Linked DNA regions of Mus musculus: region 1 is linked to region 2. The links are chromatin contacts, called in public promoter capture Hi-C maps. All regions are on one chromosome and are shown on one strand. Each heading gives the region's core, a stretch centred on a gene start, on an enhancer-like site or on the middle of the called end of the contact. The rest is flanking DNA. Distances are from core to core; before and after follow the strand shown.

What was found. Capture Hi-C pulls out chosen DNA fragments and counts their contacts.
Region 1: a contact with region 2 is called in a promoter capture Hi-C map of liver. The contact joins two enhancer-like sites. A contact is called at or near these places in 2 of 115 datasets of contacts at active chromatin or transcription factors (embryonic stem cells and pancreatic cancer cells) and 2 of 9 other capture datasets (liver and pancreatic islet).

The regions. Positions count from the first base shown.
Region 1 is chr6:128,276,234-128,279,270 of GRCm38.p6, forward strand. The region is part of intron 1 of Tead4 (TEA domain family member 4); the gene reads right to left. Among named protein-coding and RNA genes, the nearest start is that of Tead4, 23 kb to the right of the region's middle. Within about 2 kb of position 1,393, at least 34 of the 459 cell types and tissues checked have an H3K27ac peak or open chromatin away from gene starts, as enhancers often do. A contact at or near this core is called in liver, where this site is marked.
Region 2 is chr6:128,125,628-128,128,708 of GRCm38.p6, forward strand. It overlaps a transcript of Tspan9 not described here. Among named protein-coding and RNA genes, the nearest start is that of Gm52879, 26 kb to the left of the region's middle. Within about 2 kb of position 1,829, at least 8 of the 459 cell types and tissues checked have an H3K27ac peak or open chromatin away from gene starts, as enhancers often do. A contact at or near this core is called in liver, where this site is marked.

The DNA.
Region 1 (3,037 bases), core at 143-2,642, 150 kb after region 2:
TGATTGGGACAGCAAGGCAGCAAGCCAGAAGTCTGCTAGGGGCTAGACTGCTACTGTTGTAGCTCTGTGATAGAGTATTTGCCAGCCAAGCTCTTGGACCCTCCATGCTGGTCAATCTCCCACAAGACCACAGGGACTGTTCAACCCCACCTTGTAGTCTCTCCTCCCATACTTCCCCAGCCACGGCACACAGTCAGTACACATCCCCAGACACAACACACAGTCAGTATAAGGTGCTGGTGTGACAGGCTGTGGGCTGGGATTTCACTGTGCTTGCCTGTCCCCTGACCAGAGAACACGGTTATCGCTCAGACATCAGAGTCTGCCCTGCTCCTGGCTCAGTAGCCGGAACTTAGGCAGTCAGCATTACTGTTAATGAGCCGACTCTGCCAAAGGTTCCCTTTCTTTAGGCCAGGAAAAATAACACTGTTATTTTTGTGTGCGTTCTCCCACACACAATAGGATATTCTGGTAAACTTACTAGTCAGTTAATAATACCCTAATGTAGAAGGGAATGGTGACATGTGCCGGTATCTCAGAATTCTGGCGGCTGAGGCAGGAGGATTGTGAGCTTGAGACCATCATCTGGAGTCATCTGAGTTTTTGATGATATGTCCATGTCACCCCATTCTTATCGGGGGTAACATGGACTCTCAAAGCAATGTTAATTTCCATTTCTACACAGTTTCAGATTTTATGTGTATGGGTGTTAGGTCTGCACATATGTATGTGCCCCTGTGTGCTCCGTGCCTGCGGAAGGTCAGAAGAGGATGTTAAATCCCCAGAACTAGAGTAATAGAGGGCTATGTGCTGCCTGCCATGTGGGTGCTGGGAACCGAACCCAGGTCCTCTTGCAAGAGTAGCCAGTGCTCTTAACTGCTGAGCCAGCTCCCCAGCTCCACAGTGGGAGTTGTTTTTTGTGTTTATGTTAGAGCAGTAATATAAAACTGGTTTTGTTGTCGTTTTCTTTTTTGAGATAGGGTTGCACTACGTAACTCTGAACCGCCTAACTAGCCTAGAACTCTCTATATAAACCAGGCTGGCCTCGACCTCATAGAGTGCTTCCTGCCTCTGATGCCCTAGTGAGGGCATTAAAGGCATGCAATACTACACCCTGCCTGCATACTTTTACACTACCGTTTTGTATATCTCCTGAAATATATTCAATACCCACATCTAAGGGATGTTGGCAACAGTATGGCTGTGTGGCTGGCTAGACACTACGGCTCACAGCTGCTGTCCCACATGGCAGAAACATACTGTTTCTTACCAGCCAGGAAAACAGCAAAACTCAAGTTTCAAAGAACAATTTCTACTGAAAGTGTATCACTTCCACACCATTGTAAAGCAGAAAAGTCACATGTTGACCTTTGTACCCTGGGGACTGTCTGTGCTCATTAACTCATGGGATGTCAATATGTGATCTATAACCAACCCCCACAGTCTCCAATCCAAACAGGATGTGATGGAAATTGAAACTCAGAATGTTTACAAGATATCCCTGGATTACACAGAAATGAGGAAAGAACAGAAATGGGGAAAGAGTGGCGCACAAAGAAAGACGTGGTTCCCGCTGGCCTCCTCTCCAGCCACTGACTCTCAGAGATTTGGAGGTGTAGGACAAAGGTCCAGCCTCACCACCACCCTCACTGCCTGTGGACTCTGATACCACCCTAACTTAAGGACATGGGACACAACAGAACAGCTGCAGAAGTTCACAATGGGGACAGGTTGGGGTAAAAACTACCCCGGCCCAGGAATCATCCCCTGGGCTGGCAGAGCTCCCTGCATGGCTTGCTGAGTAGGACGAGAAATAACAAATCTAAACCCCAGATACTCTGCCCTGATCTAGTCTAGCTTTGGTCAGAGAGACACTACTGAGGCCTGGCTCCATCTAGTACAATGGCTCCTGACTACTAGCGAGCCCTGGCTAGTCCTACCAGATCAGACGCTCGCTATACCATAGTCTCGTTGCTATCTAGAGTTATACAATAACTGAAGCAAGAGTACAAGATAGCCCTGGAAACATTCAAGGAAGGCAGGGAAGAGACTTTGAGCCTTCACTATTCTGACCTTATCTCCAAAAAGAAAGAATGAAGGGGCTGGAGAGATAGCTCAGAAGTTGAGAATACTGGCTGCTCTTCCAGAGGACCTGTGCTCAATTCCCAGCAACCACATGGTAGCTCACACCTGTCTATAAGTACAGTTTCAGGGTTTCTGACACCTTCATACATGCAGGAAAAACAACAATGAACATAAAATACAACTATATATTTTTAAACATATATTTTTAAAAAATGGCCAGATAGAGGTGGTGCATGCCTTCAATAGCACTTGGGAGGCAGAGGCAGACTGATCTCTATGAGTTCAAAGCCAGTCTGATCTATAGAGCAAGTTCTAGGACAACCAGTGCTACACAGAGAAACTCTGTCTTAAAAACAAATAACAACAAAAAGAAAGAGAAAGAAAGGGAAGGAGGGAGGAAGGAAGGAAGGAAGGAAGGAAGGAAGGAAGGAAGGAAGGAAGGAAGGAAAGGAAAGGAAAGGGGAAAAAACAAGTTAGGCAATGCATTATGACCTGAAATTCCAGCACTCACCAGGCAGAAGCAGGAAGATCACAAGTTCAGAGGCAGCCTGGGGCTACATAGTGAGTTCCAAGCCAGCCACAGATAGAGAGAGACCTGTCTCAAAAACATAAAAATGAGCCAGCATAGTGATGCAGGTTGGTAACCCTGACAATAAGAAAGCTGAAGTAGGAGGTTCAAGGGCAGGCTACCCAATCTAGAAAGAAAAAAAAATCTGGAAAAAAAAAAGAGACAGAGAGAAACACCAGGCTGGTTGTATACCTGTCTGGTACCATGTAGGCAGGCACAAGGCTCTAGGATTGATCCTCCACTTTCACAAAGGAGGAAAAGGAAGAGACAATCTCCTCCCCTCCCCTCCCTTCTCTTCCGGAATCCCTGATGAATCATTCAGGATACTTCCCTTCTCAAGCAACACACCTTATAGCTATTCTGCCCCGAAGTCATGCTAAGGTG
Region 2 (3,081 bases), core at 579-3,078:
GGCTAAAGGTTAAAGTCCGCAGAGTCACAAGAGCCTGGGTCACAAGAGCCTGGGAGAATGTTGGCATGGCAAGGGAGAGCAGAAGATGGCTTAGGAGACACGGGTGCAGCTGGAAAGTTGTAGAACACAAAAGGGTACCTGTGTCACAAACAAAGATACCCTCAGAGACCCACACACATAGACACAGACAGAGAGACAGAGACAGAGAGAGAGAGAGAGAGAGAGAGACATACACAGACACACACACAGAGACACAGACACACACACACACACACAGCAGTAATAGCCATATTTAGTGTTTAGTATTGAAAGCAAACGTTTCAAGATAACTGAGAGGATGTTTTCTTGTTGTTGTTTGAGACAGACTCGCTCACTACATAGCCATGGCTGTCCTGGAACTCTCTAGACCAGGATGGCCTCGAACTCACAGAGATCCACTGGCCTCTGCCTCCCAAGTGCTCAGATTAAAGACATGTTGCCACCATACCTCACAACTGAGAAGATGTTGAGTATCTTTCACACAAGGAAGTGATAAATGTTTTCCACACGAGGTATTATCCTGATCTGAGCACTACAAACTATACATATATTTGGGGATATCATACCTTATCCCATAAATTAATCTACTAAAAGTAAAATATAGGGGGTAGGAGCGTGGCTCATTTATAAAGTACATGCTTCGCATGCATAAAGCCGCAGGCTTGATCCCTAATTCTAAAACAGCTATTATTGTTCTGCGTGTGTGTCTGTGTGTGTCTGTGTGTCTGTGTATGCGTGTATCTGTGTGTGTGTCTGTGTGTCTATGTGTGTTTGTCTGTGTGTCTATGTGCATGTGTGCATATCTATGTGTGTGTGTGTGTTTGTGTATGCGTGTGTCTGTGTACGTGTGTATATCTGTGTGTGTGTGTCTATGTGTGTGACTTTGTGTGTGTCTGTGTGTGTATCTGTGTGTGTGACTCTGTGTGTGTATGAGTCTGTGGTGTGTGTGTGTGTGTGTGTGTGTGCATCTGTGTATATGTGTGAGTGTACCACCAGCATAGAAGGCCAGTAGAAGCTGTGTTAGCCCTGAGGCTGATGTTAACTCTATTTGATCAGAGGCTACAGAATAGGCCTATCCCACTGGGTTTAGAATGTGGTAGCAGCATGGCTTCAGTTCCTGGCATGAATTAAGACGGTTTAAAGATGCTTGCTTTAAAAGCACCACTACCACAAAACAGCACCTTCTGGGGGGTTCTTTAAAACTGCACAGCAGCCTCAGGAAGGCCAGGGAGCATGTCCTAGTCGGTCTTCTGCATCTACAAGAGGAACAGATTAAGGAATTGTTCCCTTTGAGGCAAGACCGGGAAGGATTCAGACACGTGTGTCTGGCTTGGCCCTCCCTGAAGATCTCATCCCCAGATGCCTGGCCAAGCTGCTGGCACACTGGCACAGGCTGCCTGCCTCACTGGGAGCTTCCACAGGACAGATATCAAGTGGCAGGACCTCGGCAACTTGCCAGGCTAGGGACAAATAGGTCCACAAGCCCCTCATACCATGGCTGGCCCAGTTTTCATTCCAAATTTGTAACTATGTTCTTCCTATCTTCATCAACAAACATTTAAGAGCCATTTTGTGGCTCTTCTGAGAGGGATCCAACCCTCCAACTCCCCCCATAGCTGGCCAGGGGTGCAGTCAGACAGCTTGGAGGAGGCACGCTCACCTTGTATAGCTGACTCCCTCCCCAGTTCTCTGAAAGTAAACCAAAGCTTTCATGGTAAGCTAAACAGCTCTGCCATCCAGTCTTCTTCCTTCTTCCAGCCATGGGCCAGAGTCAAACTCGGCACACTAGTCTAGGGAGCATGTGGACCTAAAGGAGGCAAAGGTCCTTTAGCCCAGAGTCACTGTCTCCCTCCCCTGACTAGAGTCCCTGCTCCTCCCCACACACACACAGACAGAGGCAGGCCCACCCACCTCTTCTGATGGGCACAGCACCACCAGGGCCAGCTACAGTGTAGGTCCAGGAAATCAAACGTGTGCCAGTTCCCCAGGGCTGAAGCCAATTCTGTGACTACCTTTCTTGATATGTGTGCCCTACAATTAATGTTCCCTAAAGCCAGGAAGCCTAAAAGAATTGGCTGGGGAGAAGACAATAGAGAAGGCCCCACAGTCCTGGCATATATATGCACAGGGTTCTTCTGCATGTGAACATGTGAGCGCCTTAGACAGAAAGGCCATCCCACCTGACCTGTCCCAAACTGCAGTGCTCCCGTCAAGAGAAAGTACATGGCACCCACAAGCTCACCCAGCACTGGGCATGGTGGCAGGGAGGCCTGCCTCTCCATTTCTTAACTCCCTCTCAGCCACACCTGTATTCCAGAGGTGTTACCTGAGACTGTCTCCTTTAAAATGGTCCCCACGGCCCAAGGCATAGTCCAGTGAGCATCCTCAGACAAGAATAATCCCTTTCTGCTAGGATACGAACAACCATGACTCAGGTTGGATAACCAGCAAATGGGGATGAGGGTGACATTGGGTACCAATGTTCTATGCCCAGTTGGTGTAACTATGAAAACCCCAGCTCTGCCAAAGGTGGGGCTTCGTATCTGAGCCCCACACAGAGGGCGCTAGCTGCATCTGCACCAATTCCTAACCTACTTGGCCGGCTGTCATCACAGCCCACTCCTGGGTACTACATAGTGTTATAGGACCATCCTGGCAGGAAACCAGAGATCTAGATAAAACAAAGAGTTGGTAGACACAAGCAGAAAAAAGCTGAAATGCACCTAGCCCTAGCCTAACTACAGCTCTCTTTTTGCTCAGAGCACCTAGTCCAAGAGTTTTTGGAAGAATTGGAGTGTTTAGCAATTATCCGCTGCTTCCTTGATACTGTGGCCCCCGAACACACTGAAGTTTGATCACTCCTCGCAGCCATGTAATAGGAGGTGGGGAAGGAGAGCAATGAGGTTACTTACATCCAGGAAGTTGGGTATCAGAGAGAGCCTCCTGGATCTTCTCAGATGGGAAGCTGACTGCCCATTTGCTTCAAACTACCAAACCCAACCCAGCAGGCTTAGGACCTCCACCCAGCTTTTCCAGAGGCCT